Regions from separate parts of the Mus musculus genome. Here regions 1 and 2 are each linked to region 3. Evidence: chromatin contacts called from public Micro-C and promoter capture Hi-C data. All regions are on one chromosome and are shown on one strand. Each heading gives the region's core, a stretch centred on a gene start, on an enhancer-like site or on the middle of the called end of the contact. The rest is flanking DNA. Distances are from core to core; before and after follow the strand shown. Region 1 holds the start of Nfic (nuclear factor I/C). Region 2 has its middle 25 kb from the start of Celf5. Region 3 holds the start of Gna15 (guanine nucleotide binding protein, alpha 15).

Region 1 (3,779 bases), core at 137-2,636, 97 kb after region 3:
ACAACCCAGAACATTAGACACCCACGGGGAAACTGAGGTTCAGGGAGAATGATGTTTATTGGCTGGGACAGAGCCACACATGCACACTATGCATGCATTGAACCTGCTGTGTGCTGTCCCTAATATAGGGAGGTGATCAGTATGGGCTCATGTAGCCCAGGCTGGCCTTTGGCTTCTGACACTCCTGCCTCTTCATCCCTGCTGGGATGACAGGTGTGGGCCCTGGTGTCCTGGACATCCCAAGGGCGCGCATCCAATCTGACAGGTGGTTTGGTCAGTATCCGTGGGTACTCCTAATAGTGTCACTCACAGGCATCTCCTGGGGTATGGACCAGGTGGCCGGTGTGCCAGGCAGGCACCTGGGACCCGACACCCCAACCAGTGGTTTCCTTCTCTGGGCCTTGGCTTCACTGGAATTACAGTGATAACGGATTAAAGCATCTTACTGCTCTGTAGCACACTCTCCCCCCAGCCCTCACATCCCATGTCCTTGGGTCCCTGGGAGAGAAATAATTGAAAAAGGCCTAGACTTGTGAGTGGACACTGGTGGCCGGGGTGGGGGTGTGCAGGCTTCTTCAGACGCTGCCTTCAGAAAGGTGATCTCCAGCTGGGCAAGGCCCAGCATACCTGTCTTCCCAGGAGGCTGAAGTAGGAGGATCCAGAGTTCAAGGTCATCTTTAGCTACATAGTGAGTTCAAGGCCAACCTGGGCAACATGAGACTCTGGCTCAAAAATAGTAATAATTAAAAGAAAGGAAGGAAGGGAAGAAAAGAGAAGAAAAATGAAGTTAGTTGGAGTGAGATTTCCCTGTGCCTCAGATTCCCCAAATATGAAATGGGCAGCCTGGACACTGATCTAAACTTGGGGACCTGGTTGGCCTGGATCACCCCACTCTGCTCTTTATCACACAGTAGTGTCAGAGCCTGGCCTGGCCTTGAGTCCTGCACCGCACCCTTCCCAGGGACCCCATACCTGCTGCTAGACCACTTATTGGCTTTTTAAGGGAAAGCCTCCCACACTGGTCCCCCTCTACCCTACTGGCAGTGGCCACTTTGAGGGCACAGGTGAGGGGACAGATGGAGTTTGGGGTACAGTTGGGGGCAGAGGCAGGCTGCTGCAGGGACTCAGGTGGGATGTGGGGGGCAGCTAAGGGCTCAGCCCCATCTCGTGGACCTGATCGCTGTGTCCTCCTCTACAAATGGATAGCTCTAGAGGGAGGGGACTAGGGGGTCCGCGTGTAGAGACATAGTTTGTTTGTTTGTTTGCTTGCTTGTTTGCTGTCGGCGATTTCTTTGAAAGTTGGATGCGGGCGGCAGGGAGGGAGCGGGGGCGGGCGAGAGGCGGCGCGGGGCGGGGAGGACGGCGGAGGGAGGAGCGGGAGGGCGGCTGCAAAAATGACTCAGTAAGTTCGGCGGCCGCTCGGCCTCTGCGCCTCCGGTGCCAGCGCCCCGGGATGTATTCCTCCCCGCTCTGCCTGACCCAGGTACGCACCCCGCTCCCGGCCTGGCCCCGGCCCGCACCCCGGCTCCACCTGGAACCGCATTCTTGCAGTCTGGAACCTCCCCTCCGCAGCGGGGGTGGGAAAAAAAAAGCGCGCGCGTCCTCTCTACCCACCCTCTTCCAGGCCAGGGTGTTCCTGGCATGGACCTGGGGTGCGGGCAACTCTTGAGATTGGGGATTCCATCCTCGTTAAGCTTGATTGCACACTTGGAACCCCATTTTCTGGGCCCCCACTTTGATCTAAATCGGCTGTTTTTGGAACTCTCTCTCGTCTTGGCTGGATGGGGGGGGGGGCTGGCGTCCTCCCCACAGCCCTCACCCTTTGCACCCAGGAAGTCTGGGTCCCCTCCAGATGGAGAAGAGAGTAGGTGTCCGCAGGAAGCACCCCACCCGCACGTAGAACGCTCCCCACCCGCCCGTAGGACTGATCTTGGGGTTCCCTGCTGCACTGTAGGTCTCCCTAGCTGTGCGGTAAAGGGACCCCTAGACTATTTGTTCGCGAGTTCTTGGTTTCCCAGGTGGCCGCCCCCCCCTCCAGCTGGCAGTGTCCCCCTCCATTTCAGGCCCACGTGTGCGCGCGAAGGGGGAGGGGCGCGCGAAGTTGGCGCGCGGGGGGAGGGGCAGTCTTGCGGGTGTCCATCGCGGGTCCCCCCCCTTCCCTGGCTCAGCTCCCCCCCAGCTCCGCATTGATTCTTGAATTATTGAGCCGAGCAGGCGCTGCCAGGCGGCTGGCGGGAGGAGCAGAGGCCAGGGCTGGAGGAGGAGGAGGAGGAGGAGGAGGAGGAGGAGGAGGAGGAGGAGGAGGAGGAGGAGGAGGAGGCCGCGGCGGCGGCAGGGGACTGGCGGACACTGCGTACTAGGTGGCCAATCCAGCACCTGCCCTGCTGTGCCCCTCTGGCTGGGTTCCAGCATCTGAGGGAGAGTGGGGAGGGGTGCATCCATCCCTCCAGGGGACCCCCCTTCAAGGAGCCCCCCAGCTGTGTCTGCCCCCTGGAATCATAAGCCTGTCTTTTCCAACTCCACAGCCTCTTGTGATTTTTTTTTTTTTTTTTTTGCTGTGTCTGCCTCAGTTTCCCCTGAAAGAGAGTGAGACATAGTGGTCTCCAGACTGTGTTGGTTCTGGGAATTGCAGTTGTCTGATGTCCTGAGGAGAACTTTGTGAGGGCCATGGTTGTTTTTGCCAGGGAAGACCCAGGTAGCCCATCTCAGGGACAGGATCCTGGGGTCCTCCACTCCTGCGGGTCCCTCCATCTTGGTAAGAGGTGCAGTTCTGTGATCCCCAGGGGAGACCCTCATACTGAGGGAACCCCAGCCTGCCCTACCCAGGGTTCCCTGGTGACCTTGGATAAATGCCTGCCCCTCTGCAGGCCTCAGTTTCTACTTCAAGTGAGATTTGAGGAGTGGGTCACCCCACAGCCCAGGGCAGGCGTTGCTCAGTTGCCGCCAGAGCACCGGCATTGGGATGTAATTGCTGTGTGACCCCAGGGAGACTGGAGTCTCTGTGCTGACTGACTACTGGTGGCTGAGAGGTCTGAGGCAGACGTGGCCGGCTGGAAGGCAGCCTGGGCACGTGGAATTCCCCGTCCTGGCCTTCTGGAGGCCTCCATCCAGGCTGCTGCTGGGAGCTGGGGGCGGGGGCAACCCCAGTGCTGGCTCCAGCCCTGAGGACTTAGTGTGGCCTTGGCCTCAGTTTCCCCCATAGGAGGGTGTGGGTCGATCTGGCAGGAAGGATGCCACCCCTGTGATCTCCCACTCACCCCCTCCTACCCTGAGGGAGTCCCCCATGGGATCTCAAGAGTCCCCTGAATTCCAAGTGTGGTCTCTCCAGCTCCACACAAGCCCAGGCTGGACAGAAGGACCCAAGGAGCAACGCTGCAGCCCCCCAACCTCTCCGCCCTGCCCCCCCCCCACATGTCACTCATGGTGTCTGCCTTGACCTGTCTCTGTCTCTGTCTCTCTGTCTCTCTTCACCCGTCCCTCCTAAATCGGCTAATTTTACAGCCAGGGTTCAGACTGAAATAACTCCTTTGCTGATCCAACCGGATCCTACCGGGAGCCTGGCCCGGGGCGGGGTTGGCCCTGATGTCAGTGTCCATGCCAGGGCACCAGGTGCCCAAGAGAATTCTGGGAGCTCCATGGGTCCCCTGTGCCGTCTGTCACTCTGGGTGGTGACTCAGGCCCCTTTTCACTTTTACTCTCTGGAGGAAGCAGCCGTTACTTCCATGAATCCCAAGCTGAGGTGTCCCCTCCCCCTCCCCCTTCCTCCTTCCCGCCCTCCC
Region 2 (3,349 bases), core at 635-3,134, 67 kb after region 3:
GTTGTGCTCCTTGTTTGGAACTGAGTAATATTCCAATGTGTGAATAAAACATGTTTTTCTGCCGGGCGTGGTGGCACACGCCTTTAATCCCAGCTCTTGGGAGGCAGAGGCAGGTGGATTTCTGAGTTCGAGGCCAGCCTGGTCTACAAAGTGAGTTCCAGGACAGCCAGGGCTACACAGAGAAACCCTGTCTCGAAAAACCAAAAAAACAAAAACAACAAAAAAAAAAGTTTTTCTGAGGGCTGGAGAGGTGGCTCAGGGATTAAGAGCACTGAGTGTTCCTCCAGAGGTCTTGAGTTCAATTCCCAGTGGCCACATGGTGGCTCACAACCATCTGTAATGAGATCTGACTCCCTCTTCTGGTGTGTCTGAAGACAGCTGCAGTGTACTCATACACGTAAAATGAATAATTCTTTAAAAAAGAAAAAAACATGTTTTTCTGAGTTGGGCATGGTAGCTGCCATGTCCTTAACTGGACAGGAGGCAGAGGCAGGCAGATCTTTCGAGTTCTAGGCCAGCCTGATCTACAGAGCAAATTCCACAAAAGGAAGGGCTACACAGAGAAACCCTGTCTCGAAAACTAAAATCAACCAACCAAAATCATGTCCCAAGTTCCTAATGGATTCCCTAAAGTCTGCAAAATCAACGTGTCCCCCAGCTACCCTTGCCCCCTTGCCAGCTTCTCCAGCAGGCATCTGTGCACCCCTTTCTCCCGGGCTGCCATGAATGCACTCTTGCCACCTCGAGGGCCAGATTTGTTCTGTGTGCAGGGTGGGGCTGCACAGATGGTTCTCAGCAGTTACCCCTGGAATAGGAAGCAACCGGCAAAGATAAACCTCACCTGGGAGAGGCCAAGGTAGGAGGATGTTGTGATGCAGGCCAGCCTAGGCAGCGTCATGAGATTAGGTCTGAAAACAGAATAATAAAATAGAAAAAATGAGACTACAGGGAAGAAAAGTAAATTGTAAGATAAATTTCAAAATAAAATTAAAAATTAAAGCAAATTCATTTCAAATGGAAATTAATTATTTTTTTAAAGATAAACAGCCCACCTACAAAATGGTTCAGCAGGCTGAAGCAAGAGGATTACTTGAGCCAAGGACTTTCGGGCCAGCCTAGGCTACTCAGAGGTGTGCTGCTTCCTAAGGCTCTTTGGAGAGTGAGCACTTGGTGTTCTGGATGTCCCTGACTATGACAAAATGCAGGAGATGATCTGTATATAAGAGGAAAGGTTAGTTACTTGGTGGCCATGGCCCCGCGTCCTGGGGGCTTTGTTGCCTCCCAGCTACGAAGCAGCTTTGACATCAAGGTTTTGACATGGGCACTGTGGACTCGAACTCTGGTCCTCACATTTTCACCAGGAGGCTCCCCGCTACCCCGTTCCTCCTGGGCTCTGTGGGGTTGCGCCTGCGCAGTCCATCACTTTCCAACAGCCTCTACTCTCAGCCTCAGTCAACCAGAGGGAGGGGTCACAAACCCCCTCACCCCTCTTTCTGCAGCTAAGGAACCTGAGGCATGTGGTGTGTGAAAGCTGGTAGGACTGGACAGTGACCCCTCTTTCTGTCTTCCCACTCCCATACCTGTCTCCTGCCCTCTTGACTCTGTTTCTGGGGTAACTGGACAGAACGAGGGCAGAGGGACACTACAAGATACCAAGGCAAATTCCTGTTGTGGGCATGAGAGGGCATACAGTGTGAAGGCTGAGGCTGCAGGAGGGGGCGTGGCTCCGGGGTGGGGTAAAGGGGAATGCAACCGTCAGAGATGGGTTGAATCTGTGGGGGTAGGCTGCGGGGGGCGGGGGCGGCGGGTATTGACTGCGGCTGGGAGGGTGTGACTGCCAGGGAAGGGAGATAAGACTGGGCGCTGCCAGTGGTGGAGGTGCACAACTATGGGGTGTTAAGGGAGCTGTATGGCAGTAGGGATTGCAGCTGGGGGGAGGTAGGGCTACAGTGGGGGTGACTGTGGGAGTTGATACTGGAGGGGGTGCGATTGTGGGAGATGAGGCTGCTAGGGGGTGTAACTGCTAGGGGAAGGGGCATATGGCTGCAGGGGGGCGGGCAGTGTGCAGATGCTGGGGGTTGTGACTGCTAAGGATGAGGTGCCACCTTGGGGGAGGTGAGGCTGAGGGAGAAGGGATTGTGGCTGTGGGGGTGTTAGGGCTGCAAGGTGGGAGTGTGGTGACTGGGGGTGGGGTTGCTGGGGAGGATACAGATACGAGCTGTGAGTGGCTGCTGGGGGGACACAGCTGCTGAGAGGGGGGCACCTGACTCCTTTGGTCACCAACCAGACCCAGGAGACAATGAAAAGCTCTGTGGCAAGTGGTGGGCTGTCCACTGTTAGCAAATCCCTGCTCCATGACTCAGTCAACAAACTGAAGGCAGAGAACTCACTCTGTGGCTGGTGCCCATCTGGGTACCATGAGGATGGACTATGTGACACTTGCCATCTCTGAGACTCAGTTTTCTTGTCTGTAAAATGGAGACAAAGAGGAGGAAACTTAAAGAAAACAACAACCAGTGCTCTGTGGCAGAGGAGTCACGCAGCCCTAGGTTCCTGACTGATCTTCTCCGAGCCTCCCCAACCTGTCCTTGCAAGAAAGAATGGCAGGGTTTGGGCTTTTGAAGGATGCATAGGAGCCTTCAGGTGGTGAAAGGAAGGAGAATCCAGAAGAAGGGAGAATTACCCAGCCCAGCACCCAAGCCCCCAACATGTCCCTATCACGGAAGAGCAGAGAGACCAGTTCCAGCCAGCAGGCATCTTTTCCCCTGAGATGTTCTTCCTGCAGCACACCATTAGTCCTTCCTCCTGCTGTGTAGACCAAGCCACCAATCCAACAGCAGAGCCTCTGTTCTCTGTCTTGGGCGCACATTTATGCTCCGTAAGTGCACAGTGATAAACTAAGGATATGGAGTCTGCCTCCTGCCCACTCCATCTCTGCTATCGGGAGAATGAACAAAAATCACAAAACAGCAAAAAACATTGATTTTTTTTGGTTTTTGTTTGCTTTTTGGCATTTTTGTTTTTGAAGCAGGGTTTCACTATGTAGCCCAGGCTAGCCCCAAACTCACCACAATCCTCCTGCCTCAGCCTCCTAAATGCTGACATGACAGACTTGTGCCATCCCACCCTGGGCTAGTTCTTAGTTTCCTCATTTAAAAACAGATGCCCAGAGAGGCCAAGCCAGTCACCCACATTCACACAGCTTCAAGCTGTCTCCAGACTCAGGCATGGGCACCCCAGCCTTCCCTTCTCACCCGAGATCCCTGGAAGTGGAAGAGCCCTTGGCATCCTTGGTCCGAGTTCCTAGTGTGCCCCCAGATTGGCAGGCAGGGACAGCCGCGGTGCTTCC
Region 3 (3,627 bases), core at 722-3,221:
CAAATTTCATTACTCGAAAGACAGGCAGGGGGTTCTCTGTGAGTTCAAAGCTAGCCTGGTCTACAGAATGAGTTCCAGAACAGCCATGGCTACACAGAGAAGTCTCAAAAAGAAAGAAAGAAAAAAAGAAAGAAAGGAAGGAAGGAAGGGGAAGGGAAGGGAAGGGAAGGGAAGGGAAGGGAAGGGAAGGGAAGGGAAGGGAAGGGAAGGGAAGGGAAGGGAAGGGAAGGGAAGGGAAGGGAAGAAAGAAAGAAAGAAAGAAAGAAAGAAAGAAAGAAAGAAAGAAAGAAAGAAAGAAAGTGGGCTGGAGAGATGGCTCAGTGGTTAAGAGCACCGACTGCTCTTCCGAAGGCCCTGAGTTCAAATCCCAGCAGCCACATGGTGGCTCACAACCATCTGTAATGATAACTGAATCTCTTCTGGGGTGTCTGAAGACAGCTATGGTGTACTTACATATAATAAATAAATAAATCTTTAAAAAAAAAGAAAGAAAGAAAGTCTATTAGTAGAAAAAAACAGAGAACAGGTTCCTATTAGCAGTTGATACAATGTTTTCACGGAAGTACAGGGAACTTACCACCCAGTACACACCCCTGTAAACATTCAGACAGGGTCTCACTTTGTGGCACAGGCTGGCCCAGGACTCACAGGCTCCACTTGCTGGAACCCCCACAGAGGGCAATGGTGGGGGCCACAGGAGGCATCAGAGCGAGGCTTTGGTCCCCACTGTGTTGTCCCAAGGGCCTTGTGTCTGGCCCCAAAAGGACCAAGCAGGGTGCTGCCTCTCCAGCTTCTGCAAGCCCAGGCCAGTTCTGATGCACCCCCCCCCCCCCCCCCGCCATCAACCCCACCCAACCCCCAGCTTGCTCCCTATCAACCACAGTACAAGTCTCAGTGGGCGGGGAAGCTCCCTCTGGCCTCAGTGACCCCACCCCGCCCCTATCACACTTCCCATCTCCTGCAATAGGAATCAACAGTCAACTGAAGTCAGCGTGGAGCAGGCGTGGGCCTGCCAACCTGTCGATGTCCGTCTGCCACCAACCTGGAGCAGGGGAGGACGAAGGCTAGGAAGTTGTGTTTCCGGGGTCTAACACCCTCTCTGAACCAGATCAGTTGCATGACAAGAGGCTCCCAGGCTACGCTTATCTCCCCAGGCTAGAGATACACGAGCCAGAAGGATCTAGAACTTTCACTCTGTGTAGCCTGGGGTCTGAGGGGCTCAGCCCAGTGATTCAGCTCCCAGAGTCCTTTAGTGTCTGTCACCTTTACTCTCCTGACTCCCTATTAAAGCTACGCCCCCAGCCCTTCGATGGCTGTGCAGCACTTTTAGAACTTGTCGCCATCTGTTTGGTTTGGGATTTAGGTGGAAGGCAGAGGGTAATCCACAGAATTGGTTCTCCGTCCCATCATATGAGCCCCAGGGATGACTCTGGTCAGGCTACAGCACAAGTTTCTTCACCCGCTGAAACAGCTCTCCGTCACCCAACTTTACAAAAAAAGTTCTGTTTTGTCCTCTGTGGAGCAAAATAGAAGCCTTCCTGGTATACAGTAGGCATTCCATAAATGCATCAGTCCCTCTCTCACTGATTCTTCTGCTTCTTGCTAATCTCTCTGGGACTCAAGGGGCCAGACATGACCCTCTGCTTCCTCCATGGGTCTTGGGGAAGTCCCTGCCTTTACTCCATGCCTTAGTCTCCTCAGCTGTCAAACTAGTGAGTGTGTGCTGAGGAAGGCCAGACAGACACGGAAGCACAGACTTCCCTCCCGCCTCAGCAGTTCTGAAATCAGCCCTGAGCAATAGCTGTGCCCACTGGTCGCTTCCTATTTGGCCCAGAGGAGGGGGCAGCTGGGGCCAGCAGTGTCAGAAGCCCAGGGGTGAGGCCACTCTCTTAGGGAAGGAGGAAGGAGGGTCAAGTTAGACACCTCGAGGACTGTGCTCCCAGAAGGCAGCCACCCCTCCCTCCTCATCTGCTGGAGCTTCCACCACCGACCTGTCTGGCGGGCAGGGCCAGGTCTGGGCAAGTTGGAGGGGGCGGGAAGCAGCACCCAGGTCCCCGCCCTGTTTCCAGCACCCAGGCCTCTTGAAGCCCTTGCCTGGGCTCCCACAGGCCCTAGGCAGGGACACGGAGGGCCCTGGGGTGACCTCCACCCCCACCTCCACTCCATCCGGAGAAGAAAGAGTCCCACAGTTGGGCTCTGCAGGCCCTGTGATGTCACCTGGTGGTCTGTGAAGCGCCCACCATGGCCCGGTCCCTGACTTGGGGCTGCTGTCCCTGGTGCCTGACAGAGGAGGAGAAGACTGCCGCCAGAATCGACCAGGAGATCAACAGGATTTTGTTGGAACAGAAAAAACAAGAGCGCGAGGAATTGAAACTCCTGCTGTTGGGTGAGTGTGGAATGCAGCACAGGGGCCGAGAGCGGGCGGGGCCAACGACTCCGGAGGCAGCAGGGACTCGCTTGCCGACCCATTTTCTAGATGGGGAGAGCAAAGCTTCAAGAAGCTGAGTCTCTCATTCGCGGCTGAGTCGTGCATCTGGCTGCGGGGAGGTGGCCCTGGCGGGTGCTACCACATAAACACACCTGTATGTGTCACGGGAAGGGAATGAAGGTGAGCTTCAGGCTGGCTCAGGGAGGGCCTAAGTCTCTTCCTCCGACTGCCTGAGCCAGGGCTCCAAGCTGCTGGTCATGGTCACCAAGCGCTTTGTTCTGGGCTTATGAGCATCAGTGGATTCATTCATTCACTCATTCACTAAAAATTCTAAACTCTCGAACTGACCAAAATGCTTCACTTGTTTCAATCAAATCCTTCATTCCTTCAAAATCCTTTATTCCTTGGGACACTGAGGCCAGAAGGTTGTGAATTAGAGGCCAGACTAGACCATGTGAGACATTGTATCGGAAATTGATAAAAGTGGGGAGGGGCAGAACAGGAACTGGGGCTCAGCAGGCAGGAAGATCCCTGAGCATCAGGGAGAGCTTGGTTTCCATCCCAAGGCCACATGAGCCAGGCACGGGAGGTACGATTGTGTCACCAAGCATTGCGGAGACAGAGGCAGGAACATCATGGGATCAGGGTCACACTGAGCTACAAGAGTTTGAGGCTAGCCTGGGCCAAAAGACTCCCTGTTTTAGAACTAAAAGCTAGGCATAGTTTTTCACACTGGTAATCCTAGCACTTGGATAACTGAGATATCAGAATTGCCATGAGTTCAAAACCACCTGAGCTACATACTGAGACCCAGTCTGATGATGATGATGATGGTGGTGATGATGATGGTGGGGGGGGTGATGGTGATGATGATCCCATCAAAGAATCACATGTTCTTTGAGGAACGAAATAAGGTCCATAAGCAGATGAAATAATTATAGCTCAATATGTGCTTTTTAATTCCTATTTCTGAAAGGGGAATTTTTTTCTTCCTTTTAAAATAATTTTCTTTCTTTCTTTCTTTCTTTCTTTCTTTCTTTCTTTCTTTCTTTCTTTCTTTCTTTTTAGATTTATCTATTTCATTTATATGAGTACACTGTAGCTGTCTTCAGACACACCAGAAGAGGGCATCAGATCCCACTGCAGATGGTTGTGAGCCACCATGTGGGTGCTGGGAATTGAACTCAGGACCTCTGGAA

The links. A called contact is a pair of places that touch in the nucleus more often than the background predicts. Capture Hi-C pulls out chosen DNA fragments and counts their contacts.
Region 1: a contact with region 3 is called in a promoter capture Hi-C map of liver. The contact joins the promoter of Nfic here to the promoter of Gna15 in region 3. A contact is called at or near these places in 7 of 39 promoter capture datasets (the C10 cell line, the HPC-7 cell line, cranial neural crest and 4 more), 2 of 15 datasets of contacts at CTCF or cohesin (large pre-B cells and pro-B cells), 8 of 484 Hi-C or Micro-C datasets (B cells, the Ba/F3 cell line, bone marrow-derived macrophages and 5 more), 7 of 115 datasets of contacts at active chromatin or transcription factors (the 230-238 cell line, the SCID.adh cell line, bone marrow-derived macrophages and 4 more) and 4 of 9 other capture datasets (adipose tissue, embryonic stem cells, liver and 1 more).
Region 2: a contact with region 3 is called in a Micro-C map of the G1E-ER4 cell line, with 3 times the contacts expected there. The contact joins the enhancer-like site here to the promoter of Gna15 in region 3. A contact is called at or near these places in 9 of 39 promoter capture datasets (the C10 cell line, the HPC-7 cell line, cranial neural crest and 4 more), 3 of 15 datasets of contacts at CTCF or cohesin (embryonic stem cells, large pre-B cells and pro-B cells), 32 of 484 Hi-C or Micro-C datasets (B cells, the BV-2 cell line, the Ba/F3 cell line and 12 more), 7 of 115 datasets of contacts at active chromatin or transcription factors (the 230-238 cell line, CD8 T cells, bone marrow-derived dendritic cells and 3 more) and 3 of 9 other capture datasets (adipose tissue, liver and pancreatic islet).

Annotation. Positions count from the first base shown.
Region 1 is chr10:81,424,780-81,428,558 of GRCm38.p6, reverse strand. It overlaps Nfic (nuclear factor I/C), which reads left to right and starts at 1,386. Exons shown (of 10, transcript NM_008688.3): 1 at 1,386-1,483. The coding sequence starts at 1,454.
Region 2 is chr10:81,455,851-81,459,199 of GRCm38.p6, reverse strand. No RefSeq gene overlaps it. Among named protein-coding and RNA genes, the nearest start is that of Celf5, 25 kb to the left of the region's middle. Within about 2 kb of position 1,884, at least 4 of the 459 cell types and tissues checked have an H3K27ac peak or open chromatin away from gene starts, as enhancers often do. A contact at or near this core is called in the G1E-ER4 cell line, where this site is marked.
Region 3 is chr10:81,522,569-81,526,195 of GRCm38.p6, reverse strand. It overlaps Gna15 (guanine nucleotide binding protein, alpha 15), which reads left to right and starts at 1,971. Exons shown (of 7, transcript NM_010304.3): 1 at 1,971-2,386. The coding sequence starts at 2,242.